Regions from separate parts of the Mus musculus genome. Here region 1 is linked to region 2. Evidence: chromatin contacts called from public HiChIP or PLAC-seq data. All regions are on one chromosome and are shown on one strand. The core of a region is the stretch at or near the end of the contact, and the rest is flanking DNA. Distances in the headings are between cores, read along the strand shown. Region 1 overlaps Thsd7b (thrombospondin, type I, domain containing 7B). Region 2 overlaps Thsd7b (thrombospondin, type I, domain containing 7B).

What was found. HiChIP or PLAC-seq counts read pairs in DNA pulled down with a chosen protein or histone mark.
Region 1: a contact with region 2 is called in an H3K4me3 HiChIP or PLAC-seq map of the SCID.adh cell line, with 9 read pairs. The contact joins two enhancer-like sites. A contact is called at or near these places in 47 of 484 Hi-C or Micro-C datasets (the AML12 cell line, the C2C12 cell line, ECoMG myeloid progenitors and 25 more) and 1 of 115 datasets of contacts at active chromatin or transcription factors (the SCID.adh cell line).

Annotation. Positions count from the first base shown.
Region 1 is chr1:129,827,432-129,833,643 of GRCm38.p6, reverse strand. The region is part of intron 12 of Thsd7b (thrombospondin, type I, domain containing 7B); the gene reads right to left. Among named protein-coding and RNA genes, the nearest start is that of Gm36347, 210 kb to the right of the region's middle. Within about 2 kb of position 3,618, at least 2 of the 459 cell types and tissues checked have an H3K27ac peak or open chromatin away from gene starts, as enhancers often do. A contact at or near this core is called in the SCID.adh cell line, where this site is marked.
Region 2 is chr1:129,491,237-129,498,081 of GRCm38.p6, reverse strand. All of the region lies in intron 2 of Thsd7b (thrombospondin, type I, domain containing 7B), which reads right to left. Among named protein-coding and RNA genes, the nearest start is that of Gm36347, 120 kb to the left of the region's middle. Within about 2 kb of position 3,856, at least 2 of the 459 cell types and tissues checked have an H3K27ac peak or open chromatin away from gene starts, as enhancers often do. A contact at or near this core is called in the SCID.adh cell line, where this site is marked.

The DNA.
Region 1 (6,212 bases), core at 2,369-4,868, 340 kb before region 2:
AATCCCCATCCTCATCTTCATCCAGCAAAAAGTACTTGATAACTTTTTAAGTCACGGTCTCAGCACTGGACACTCAGAGTAATAATTTATCTTCAATTTAATCTTTGTTTTATTTTTTGCATAATTTATGAAATACCCATGTTTGGAATGAGCTGATATAGTCTTTGTTCTCTTGGATATTAGTTTATCATAAGCATAGTTTATTTTTCCACCTGAGATTGAGATATATATTGTTTATTAATAATTTTAATATGCCATAATCTGATCTTATTTTAAAATGAAATCATACATATATTGAGAAGGATCATGGGAATACATCCTTCCCTAAGGAGCAGCTAAAAATTGTTAATAAGAGTAGTTGTTGTTTGATGCTATCATAGTGGAGAATTCTGTGTTGAACTTTCATAAAGTCTTTACTATAGACAACTTTCTGGTATTTCGTGTTCATAGACTTTTTAATGGATCCTTCCTATATTCTTAACCAGATTGCCCTCATGTCCTCCTGACCTCTGTTAGCATGCACTGGATGTCTTGAGAAAGCTGAACTGCAATTACAACTGCTTGATATCAAAGTGGCCAAGTGTCAGGCCAACACCTCTAAAGTGATGAGCTTCAAAGCTAGGACCCTATAGCCATAGTTTCTAGCCTCTAATGTTCAGAGTTACAATAACCTAGTCCATAGTACTTGAGTCTATAAGCCTCAGTACATAAGCCTTTGGCACCCATGGACCCAAGTCTGCCAACCCCAGAAGAGCTAGTCCTCATCTATGCAGGACTTGTATGTGAACCCAAAGATCTCCAGTAGCTGACTGGTAATAGTAGTTCATATGTTTTTATTTTCACATTTGCCACCATCGTATAATCTTATATTGGCACACAGATAAACAGAATACTTATCATATCAATTATACATGTAAGGAAGAGACATTGAGTATGGAAGCACTTGAGATATCAAGGTGAACAAGGCATATTCCCTACATTTCTAGAGCTGGAAACCCTAACGTGAGTACATCAGAGGGATGATATAATTGTCACACAAAAAGGACAAAAGGGTAAGAAGTTCACACTGAGAAGCTTAGCTACAAGGGGGACACCAGACTTGGCTGGAGCAAGGCAATGCATGGGATGGGGCCAGGAGATAGTGTAGAGGGCTAAACAGTAATTGAAGGTAAAAGGAAGGCAGTTACAGCCTGGGGTGATAAATGCATTTGGCATGTGGGTCACACCTAGTCACTGGCTCATGCCTAAGCTTCTCTTGGAGTAGAACAGCAGAAGGAGAACTGGCTTAGGAAGATATTTCAGCCTTACAACCACGGAATGAATGCGAACAAACAGCCATTGAAAACTTGGTGTCTGAAAGTAGGACATCAACAAATTTTACATACATATCTGTGTGTTTGTGAATGAATGATGTTCATGTGAAAATTCCAAAGGGGAGAGAGAGAAAGGGAGAAAGAGAGAGAGAGAGAGAGAGAGAGAGAGAGAGAGAGAGAGAGAGCGCTGTTGTTATGTAGAGGTTTGGGATTATCACTCCAGCTTCAATACTGGGTCAGGGTCATCTGATCAGACATTATAGTCAGAGAGACAAATGGTAGAAGGAGGTCATGAAGATGGCATGCAGGTCCAAGTGGACGAGGAAGCAGACTCAGACCTGAAGTTTGAGGATTCAAATGAGGACTCCAAGAGAAACATCACAGCAGAGATAAGGAGCCAGAGAAAGGAAGTCCTGTCAGCTAAGGGTATTTATTGCAGGGTGTCAGGTGGGAAACTACTGGGGAGGCGTCTATATGGACAGAGACACATTTCCTGAGACACTTCTGTCTTCCTCACTAATCCTTCATGTCATTCTGTTACCGAGTCAGGGAGCAAAGGAGGAAAATGGACTTTCTTCCTTCTAATTCCTGAACTCACCTATTCCTCAGTCACACCCACTTGCCATTTGCAGACACTTCTAGACTTTCAGTCAGTTATCTCCTCCCTCCTAACAGCTCCATGTATTTCTCCCACTGGTTGTTTGTGTGTCATCTTGTTTTCATATTCATGCAAGATGGATATCTCTCTTCTTTGGACTTTGAGCTATAGTGTACTTCTTTCTTGGTCTTCTTTGACACATATTTGCTATGTTATCTCTTCCTAATCCATGTCCTCCAGACCTTTTCCCAAATCTATGAATGTTTTTAAGCTTCAGTTACTCTACTGAGACTAGGCTTGGTGCACTCAGTTATACCTATTCAACTAATAAGCAGAGTACATTTTCTGTCTTTAAACACCTACAAAAATGCGATGATGCCACACAAGCTGTTTTTAAATTTTTTTACCTCCATAAATTTTACAAAACTATATCTATGCTTATTAACCAAATAAATTCTGGTATCTCCTAAAAAAAAAAAAAAAAAAAAAAAAAAACAAATCCAGCTTGTAGACAATTGAGTATGGAAATTTCTGTTGCTTAAAAAGCAAAAGCCTCTCTTTCTTTCCTCCCTTTCTCTGTCTCTGTCTCTCTATTATCTCTGTCTCTCTGTCTCTGTCTCTCACTCTGTGTGTGTGTGTGTGTGTGTGTGTGTGTGTGTGTGTTTCCAGATAGGGTTCCCTTTTGTAGCCCTGGCTGTCTTAAAACTCCCACAGTAAACCAGGCTGGCCTCAAACTCAGCAATACTGCCTCTGGCTCCCTAGTGGTGGGCTTAAAGGTGTGTGCCAACACCTCTGGGCACAATAGCCTTTTTCACTTCATTGGAGCAATCTAAATAATTTTCCCATACTACCTCTACATCAAGCCTTTCCCAAAGGAAGATGTTTTGGCCCCATAGCTTTCACCATTTCCCACAGACTTAGATAATCGCTCCTGACCATCAGCAGTTTACATTTAAGAACTGCATTAGTAATAGCCACAGCCCTTCTCTTCAGTGGAGTTATTACTATCTCCCTAGGTTTGCAAGGAAAATGAAAGCAATGCTTCTAGAGAAACAATTTGTAAAAGCATCAACAGGACGGGAATGTTCTGCTTACGGAAATTTGAGGCTCTAAGAAGACATCTGATATACGTGGACCAACCCCACACAAATACTGAGAGGCAGAACTGGCATTTGAGACATAATACTTTATACTTGAAGAGAAGGACTATTCTTTTGATACCAGACTTGCAATACTTGCTCTCTAAACATTGTTTTTTTACTTGTACTGTGGAATCACATTATATTATATATTATCTACAACTTTTAAATATAAAGTTTCAAATATATATATATATGGAGAGAGAGAGAGAATGATGGGTGGCTCTTGATATCTGTTAGGTTGGTTTTAATGCTAACCCTGAAGTCACTAAAATAATATTCAAATGCAGCCTCTCTCACCGTGTGTATATGTCATGAGCTCATTTTGTATAAATAATTTATGCCATATTTTCTTTTTCTTCTGTATCAGCGAGTCCTCACTGGTCTATAACCAGTGCTCTCAACTTATTGTGATGCATTTTGTGGTATATAAGATTAGCTACTGGATGGCATTGATTTCTTTTTCCTTAAATGCCTTTCATGTGTGCTCCTTCTAATCCACCCCCAGTATTACTATTCTAGTGTTAGCTTCCAAATTCCTTCTTGGCATAATTTCAAAGGCTCCATGAGCTCCCATCTTTCCTACTTTCAGTTCCAGTTTTTTGGTTTTTTTTTTTTTTCATATCCTCCCAGGAAACAGAAGACTTGAAGAGCTCGTTGATTTTAATTGACTGCAGTAGGTTTTACATCACTTCCTACATACCCGGATTAAAACCGAGTTATTTAGTTTTTGTTTTAGTCACATCTTTACAGCCTGTTTGGCCTTAAAAGATATTGTTTTGAGGCCTACTCATCTGCTTGAATTCAGAATTTCAGTAGAACTGAGGCTTGACACACCAGCGTGGAATTTACAGACACTGGCACAGGTGTGAGCTTCTTGCTCAGTTGCTTCCACCTGGAATGCGCATTGAGGTTTGATTTTCATTTAGAAATGTACACACAAAAACATGCACAAATCTATCTCCTTCTGCTACAGTCCTGAGAGGGAGCCCTGGATAAACAGAAACAAATGCCTCGACCTTACTTGCACCGGTGCTAAGGGATATCAGGGATGCACCGCTACTTAAAGGGATGGGATTTAGCTCTGCACAAAAGACATGTAATCCTATTACATGTACATCGTTTCTTATAGACTTTGAAATTTATATCGGCATTCCTGAAGGGAACATAGTTCTGTAAGAGAATTATATGGCTGGGAGAGAAACTTCTCACTCCGAGTTTTAAAAGCAAATGACTGCATCCAGCAGTTGGAGTTTCTTTTATCCATCTTCAACACCAGCATCCATTTCATTAGTGAAATGTCTTCTGAGGATATGAGTGAAATGAACGTGGGGGAAGAGCTACTCTGTTCTTGGAATCATAGCTTATTATATTAAAAGCAGAAGGGCTAGTGTAAGGAGATATTACTGAAGCAACAGTTAGTTAACACCGTGTAACTAAAGCGTTCTGCCTCAGGTTGCCCATCTCCTTTAATATTTATATTTAATTTATCACAAAGTTTTAAAATATGCATATTTTACCTGCAGCCACCACAAAAAGCCACAGAGATAATCCTACCCTGAAACACACAAAGGAAATGAAAAATGCCTCCAAGAGCCATGACTCACTTATATTAAAATTCAATCTCTACCATGAAGTGAGCACTCCACTCTCAAAACTAAAGCCTATGGCATTATCAAACCCGTCCTTCTGTCATGCTCATGGGATATTTTAATTTTGAGAGTTGTCATACACTGTCAATTTAATTTCTACAGTTTACTCTGGTAACCCTTATTTTCATACTTTCAGCAATTATCTTTAAAAGAGAGATCTTTCTAAAGAATGACTCTTTAGAGCTGGAGAGATGGATCTGTGGTTAAGAGAACTTGCTGCTCTTACAGAGGAAGCAGGTGTAGTTCAAAGCATCCACTGGTGGCTTATTATGGTCTGTAACTCCAGTTTCAGGAGATCCAACTACCTCTTCTGACTTCCCTAGCAACAGGCACAAAGATAGGGCAAATACATATATGCAGACCAAACACTTGTACAATAAATTATTAAATAAATACATTTTTAAATGGTTTGTATACTCTTATGATAATTCTAATGAATGTTTTGGTACCTGGAACTGAGCAATGAAGTAAACTGATAAAGAGCATTGTGCATTCTAATAGAACATTCTGGCACTGTTTTATTTATGTTAGCGGTGCTTAGTTTTCTTCACATATGTTTTGACCAAGCAGGGAAGGCTGATTTTGAACTTGTTCTCCTTTTGCCTCATTCTCCTGTGTTGGAGTTATAGCCATGCACAACTATGTCAGACTTACAAATATTCTTTAATAAGATGTACACTGAAGCCTGACCACTTTTTCCTATATGATTAACAAGGTTATCAAAACAACTTCACCAAAGATATTGACACTAGTATGTCAGATAAGCATTTACTCATTACTTACATCAAATACCCTAGTGTATTGAGCTGCTAAGTAGAGTCATGCCCTCCCTTCTGTAAAGAGCATATGAAGATTTGAGTTAGTGTATAAGGACCAGATTAAGCCCTGATTGAATGTGTTGTGAATGTGAGGATGACCATGCCAAGGCCCACAGTGTCTTAGACACACGAGAATGGCAAAGGTTTCCCCTGGTGTGAAAGTTGACCCTGCAGAAATTGAAGACTATAGCATCCACCGATATGTTAACAGTGTGGATTGCTTTCCTATAAGACCTCCTATCTGGATCAGCTAACCCACAATAAGCCAATGTCCTCTATTCAGATGTATAAAACAAATGCACTGAGTTTCCAGGCTGCTGCTGGTACATCTTCATCAGAGCAACAGGCCCAGCTTTTCTGTACGGCATTTGTGTGTCTGTCCTTTCTTCATTTTCTCATTACCTTAATTAGATTTCCAGGACCCAAAGCTGTGCAAGGTAGCCACATCCTTCCATAAATGTACAGAAAAACATATAGATGTTTCTACCTCTTACAAATATTATATTGGTTTCCTGGGATGGGTCTCAATGGCTCCCGTCCCTGATTGCCAATGCCTACAGCCAAAGATGACAGAGCTTGTTTCAGTCTAAGTCAAGAAATACCCTGAGAAAACCACTCTATATTTCTTCCCAGAAAATACAGTCCTTCCTCCTTCAACAACAAACACAAACCAAATGAAATGACTAAGGCAA
Region 2 (6,845 bases), core at 2,607-5,106:
CTGGAGGAATTCTGTTCTGTTCACATTCCATTACCTACTACCATCAATAAATAATCTAATGTGTAATTTTTGAGTGGCTAGCTGAGTAAACCACCTAATTCACTCACTCTCTGGAATGTGACTCTGAAATAAAATCCTGAGTCACCACTCAGAAGTTCTAGGTAAGGTTTTATAAATTTCTGAAATATTTTTTCCATTGAGCAAATTTCTCACATCATTAGGAATGTGGGTGGTATTAATGAGTGCTCATGCTTAAGAAAGAGTCAATCGCAGTAGCCAAGGCAATGCTCAAGGGGTCTCAGAGGAAAACAGACAGGCTTTTAAGGATACTAATTATTGTTGTCATTTGATGAATAAATGCTTACTTTCGGCCTCTGTGCTCACTTGTGTTTTAGGACTGATGAGATATCTTTATGGCAAATGAGATGCTGAGTTTAGTGAAATGGTTCTGAAGAACTTCCTATTCCATTGTGTCTCCATCCAGACCTGATCCATGTCAACACTATCACTGGCATCCATGCATCTGTATAGAAGTGCCATTATTTGGACAAGAAAAGTTTCAAAACGTGCAAATACAATTCTCTCTTACTGACTCTCTGAGTCTCTTATTGCCTGGATAGTAAGTTTATGACCTAACAGGAGAAAGCATCCTGAACACTCAAGATAGTTCTTTAAGACAGCTTGGCTCTGTTCTCTAAAGCCAACCCAAAGCAGCACTATGATAGAATCAGCTGGTTAGTAAGGTCCATAAATAAGTTTCTGTTTCCTATAGAGTTGTGTCAAAAGAAATTTTCATCTCTGTGGGGAAAGTATTTCATGTGAATCCCTTGTTCGAAATGGAAAGTGATGAACTATGAATGAAGGGACACAAATATGGGTTTTTAGCTATATCCTCTGAACACTTTTATATTCTTTACTTTTAAAATATTGCATAGGAGATAGTTATACATTGCCATAAAATTTAACCTTGGAAGAATCAATTTGGAACAATAATACCAGGTAATTTCTGATTTTTTAAAATCCTCAATAATGGCAGCTTTCACATACACATGAGGGAGAAGCTAAGCCCCTTCCTCAGTGGCACCAAAGACAATCTCTAGAGTATCTAAACCTCAAAGAGTGTATAAGCCCAAAGGTGAAATGGTCTCAATATGTTCATATTAGACATAGAGAACATGCCCAGGTCATTAAAATAATAACATCATGTCCTGTTATCAAACTTAACACAGAAAGAAAACTTTTAGATTATTTAGAAATGATTTTAAAGGTTCTAAAGTGCTATCAAATCATGTAGATTGTGTAATAGCTCATAAAATGCAAAAGTATTAAACAGACTTGGGTCTGTTAGGCAAGGTATGATAATTGCTTGGACAGACAGACAGATACACACACACACACACACACACACACACACATTCCAATGATCACAATGAACGACTGTACACACGGGGGGAGGGGGCACACAGACACGTGCACAAACACACACTCCAATTATCACAATTAACTTGTGAAAAACACACAGACAAACACACACACACACACACCAATGATCATAATGATCTTGTGCTTAAGTCATCTCTGATATTTCTACAACAGAAGTTTCAATAACCTTTGCAAACCAGATACCACTCTTAGCCACAGGAAAGTCTTCTGCCCAGCCTGTACCTCCTGCATTGGATGGGAACTCCAGACCAGGAGCTACAAAGAATAACTCAAAGTCAAGTTCAGGAAGAACCTTATGAACACAAATGCATTGATTGACAAAGAACATTCCAAACCCCACGTAATCTCCACCTTGTCACCCTGTGAAATATGTTCCCTTGCTTGGATGATGTTATCACAAACCTTTTTGTTTTTTTTTTTTTTAGGGTTTCCTTCATTTAGAACACAATGGATCTAAAAGTTTAAAAAAAAAACTTCTATGGCTTAATTGTATTCTAGGTAGCATAATTTGTGCTTTGGACTTCCCTGTGCTTATTTTTGCTGACCAGCAACTAACAGATACACTGCTCTTGACTGCCTTGTCATCTGAATTGAAAACCTCATTAAAAGTGTCAGAGCCTCCTCTCCCTCGAACAAAGCCACTCTGCATCTCCAGCAAAGTGGGTTAAAAGGGAAGCTCAGAATTCAAGGAGAGACCCTGAATAAGAGATTGTAAACAGCTTTTCTCACCTCCTTTCAGAGACATGTTGTATTTTCTCTTGCATTTATAGACTATTGAACAATATGGTGTTACCTGAGCTGTATTCCCCAGCCCTACTGGCCAAGAAGAATATGTATACATTAACATAAATTCTAATCACATATCCTGCTTAAAAATATGACTCACTACTGTTGACAATATTATAACTAGAATCATACTAATATTTTTACCTAAGTAATATCCAGGATATATCAATCACCAAAGTATTTAAATGCAGGATTAAGGAAATGGATCTGTGGTTAAAGAGTGCTTACTGATCTTGTAGAAGACTCAAGTTGAGATCCCACCATCCATTTGGACATCTCACAACTGTCTGTAACCCAGACATCTACTTTGCCTTGGCAACTGCGCTTATATGTACATATGCCTCCAAACACACATCCACATAAATATTAAATTAAAATAAACCTTAAAACCATAAGAATAATAAATTAGCAAAATATAGTGGGTCTGTCTGTCTCTCCCTCCATCCCTCACTATCCCAGCCTCCCCCATGTGTGTATGTGTGTGTGTGTGTGTGTGTGTCGTGTGTATGCCTCTGTGTATGTCTAACTGTCTGTCTCTGGGTATGTATATAGCAGAAAAACTACTTTTATTACTACTACTATTACTACTACTACTACTACTAATAATAATAATGGATAATGAGGATTGTATTGATCAGTTTCTAAAACAATCAACTTAAAATCAAGATTGATTGGCTCACAGGTTTAGAATTGCAGCTTATAGCTGCTTGGCCCTGGTACTTTTGGTCTTACCAAGAGAAATCACACCATGGCAGAAGCATGTAGCACAGCAAAACCACTCACTTCATGAAGGCAGTGAAAAAGAAAATAGAAGAGGCTGGGAACGTACAATTCTCACTGAGATCACCCTATTAACTATGGGCATCCCACTGTGCTTTGCCTCTTAAAGCCTGCCTATAGTGCCACATGCAGGGGATGAAAGTTCCAATGGCACTTCCTGAAACCAAGCAGCGCTGGCTACAGAATATGCATATCTTCAACACCAGCTGTCTATCACATGCTCCTTTCCCAGGTAAGTGGTGCTCAGTAGGATACTGCAATCTCTTATAGGCCTTGACTGAGTAAGAAAGCACAGAGTAAGATGTGGCTCAATGACGGAGCCTCCTCTCAGGATATTGTTTTAGCCTCCAGTCTCAGCATATGCCCATCTGTATCATGCTCACAACCTGTTCATATGTGTGTTCATGTGTTCACATGGAGACTGGAGGTATTGCTCTCCATTTTATTCTTTGAAACAATTCTCTTGTTGAATCTGGAGCTCACTTATTCAGCTAGACTGGCTAGCAAATAAGTCTCAGGGATCCTCCTATCTCTGCCTCTCCAGGAGTACAGCATCCCCAGTTTTTGAAACGGGTACTGGGAATCAAAGCGGGGACCTCATGTTTTACTGGCTGAGTCATCTTCCTAACCTTATACGGCTTGATTTTTACCTCTCTGACCACTGGCTTCAAATACAACATAATCTACAACAGAGTGGATGATTGATTTGTTCTGCTCATCATCAACTGGAAGCAATGAACACAGGCCAGCAGGCTTCTTCAGTGTCCCTGGAGGGAAAGTGAAAGTAATTGATGGGGCTAAGAAAAGTAGAACTCAGTCATTTGTTCCTGGGGATCTCAGCCTCTCCATCAACTTCATCTTAGGAACATAACCATGTTTTCCTAATGGTAATATGGAATGGGAAGTGACATCCCATGAGTAATTTTACTCATAAATAATTCAGACACTGTCCAAATGGGCAAGGATGCATGAGTGCACCCTGTGATAAAAGATGCAATGTGGAGCATTGGTGCTGATTGGTAATGATAATCTCCATAGTCAGTCATCAGCTTTCGTGCATATAGTGGGGATGGGGGGTTCACTGTAGATTTGTGAGCCAGGACATGTCTTGTATACTTTATATTATTCAGAGAGCCAATGGCTTCAGATGATAGAGTTTTTAATCTCATAGGTATGAAAACCTGAGTTAATCCCCAAAGTCACATAAGTATTGGGGAGGGGAAGACAAGCAGATCTGTGGTGCTAACTGGCCAGACATCCTAGCTTTGTTGGCAAATTCAAGGCTAGTGAGAGACCCAGCTTGAAAAAAGAATAGGAAATGTGGATGGTACCTGAGAAGACACTGGGGTTATCCTCCGACCTTCACATACACACACATGCATAGTACAGCTCTACACATGATAACAAATACATGTATAAACACACACAGAGAGACATGAGTAGTACACCTTTACATGTGATAAAACACACATACACACACACAAACATATAAAGCCAACCTATGAAGGTTTGACAGTAAAGACAGATCTCATGTGTTTATTAAATGGTATAGGCTTTATTAAGCGAGGTTATGGTATTATTATTATTACTATTATTATTATTATTATTATTATTATTATTATTAAATTCCTGGTAGGAGAAGGAGCAAGAACTGCTAAGGAAAAGTCTTAGCTTACCAACAGGATGGAGATATCCATAAAAACTTAGCTGAGGTTTTTTTCCACGGATATAAAGGCAGGATTTCCAAGAAGTTTGCAGATGAGAAGCCAAGGTGACACATTAGTGCAAAGTGACAGCCAGTTGACCCCTGAATCTGCTCTGGGAGCTAGAGCACAGTAGGTAGAGCAAGACCCACAAGCAATATAAGTTGGGCTAATATGTTTCTATGTCTCAGAAACATTCCAAGTTTTAAACACAGATGCAACATCATGTAAAGAAGTGATCTATAGACTCAGCCATGATCTATAGGCACTAAAAGATTAAGAGTGCAGAGGCAGCCCAATAAGCATAAGGATTCTATGTCAATCATCAAACCTACTACAAAGATGGATGTTGCTGTGTGGAACCTGGAATCCCAGTGCTGGGTTGACCCCTTGGCTTTCCTTCCAAGTCCATCTAGCTGACTTAGGAAGCTCTGAGAGAATGAAATCCTGTCTCAAAAACAATGACAACAAAAACAAAATTAGCCAACCAACCAAGAAAGAAACAAAATCCAAGGGTAGATGATAGCATCTGATGAACACCAAGGAGCAAATGACTGAGTTCTACTTTTCTTAGCCCCATCAAGGACTTTCACTTTCCCTCCAGGGACACTGAAGAAGCCTGCTGGCAAATTGTCCTTTGGTCTTCACAAGCACATACATGTAGCACATCCCCTCAAACTCTTAACCCCCAGTACATGCCACATGCCTGCACACACACACACACACACACACACACACACAATCTCCCCCACATACATTACAAATAATTTTAGAGTTTACTTGGATCCTTACTCCACATGTACATCTTAGAATCAAACATCAGTTCAAGTTTTCCGCTGTTTCAAGCCCCACTGCCCTCTCCCCACCTCCTGCCAAAGATGAAAGCACTTCTACTAGGTGGAGTGACCAGGGGCTAGGCAAGCAGAAGGAAGAGAGAGATAAACCAAAATAATCTGCAAATTGGATAATCTCTGGACAGAATAGTCTATTATCACAAATGCTTGGTTTTAAGCTCTCCATTCTCCAGGGAGCCATACCCACAAGAGAGTCACTTAAAGGCTAACTCAGCCCCTCACTGGCATGTGACAGGTTTTCGTTGTTACAGAAATGATGGTGCTGTTTATGGAAGATTCGGACGAATCTGAAAATCACCTGGAACACAATTTCATTGCCTATGTACTTATGGGATTTAAAGAAAGGAAAAACGACCAGTTACTATTTCAGAGATTGCACACCCTGAGAAGAAAAATAACCTCTGTGATTCTTCAAATACCTCAATAAACTAAATCTAAATATTTCTACCTGCCCAACATCTTTTTTTTCTGTTTTACCTCTCCCCATTCACTTCAAACATGATAATCGCTAAAAGCCTAACAGTGAGCAGAAAGTGGAAAACCTCCAGACATTTTCCCTGATACAAGGATGGTGGTCTCAGCTGTACACTATTACAAACATTAAGACTGCATCAAAAAGAACATGGTCAGGCTCTAGCTTGAGAAGGGCAATAGATTATACTCAGTTTCCTGGCTAGATTAGTGGTTAGGTAGGGTGAGAAACCCTGTCTTCTGTCTACAAGAATGAAAGTTGTATGCACCACTGGGTACTTCAACAGCAGATAGTAACAGATGCAACTATCACAGCACTCTGATGTTACACCATGTGACAGAGGACTGCCATGTGCACGTGTTGTAGAACAGTTAAATGACATCGCCTGTGACTGGGAAACTAAGAGAAGAAAATGGAGTTGCCCAGAGTGAGATCTAGTAGTCCATAGGGATTCAGAAAGAAGCGAAGTGCCCAGAAAGGCTATCATTGGTCAGAGATAAAAAGAAGTCCTCCTAGAAGGAACAGATGAACTGGATTCGTTCTGATGTTCTGATGGGAAGATGCGCCCCTATCCATGTCCCAAGGACACATATAACATGGAAGGAGTTGTGGTGTAAAATTATGGTGCACAGAGTGGTGAAGTTGTCAGATAAGCATTTACAGATGTCCATGTTACAGGTAATGTGCTTACTGTGGTGTGGTTATGTGCTGCCATCTATTGGAGGGGTGGGAGGGTGACTCCCATATCTTGTATTTTAAAATTGCCCAGGGAGGATATGTCAATATATCGGAGAACAACTTGGAGAC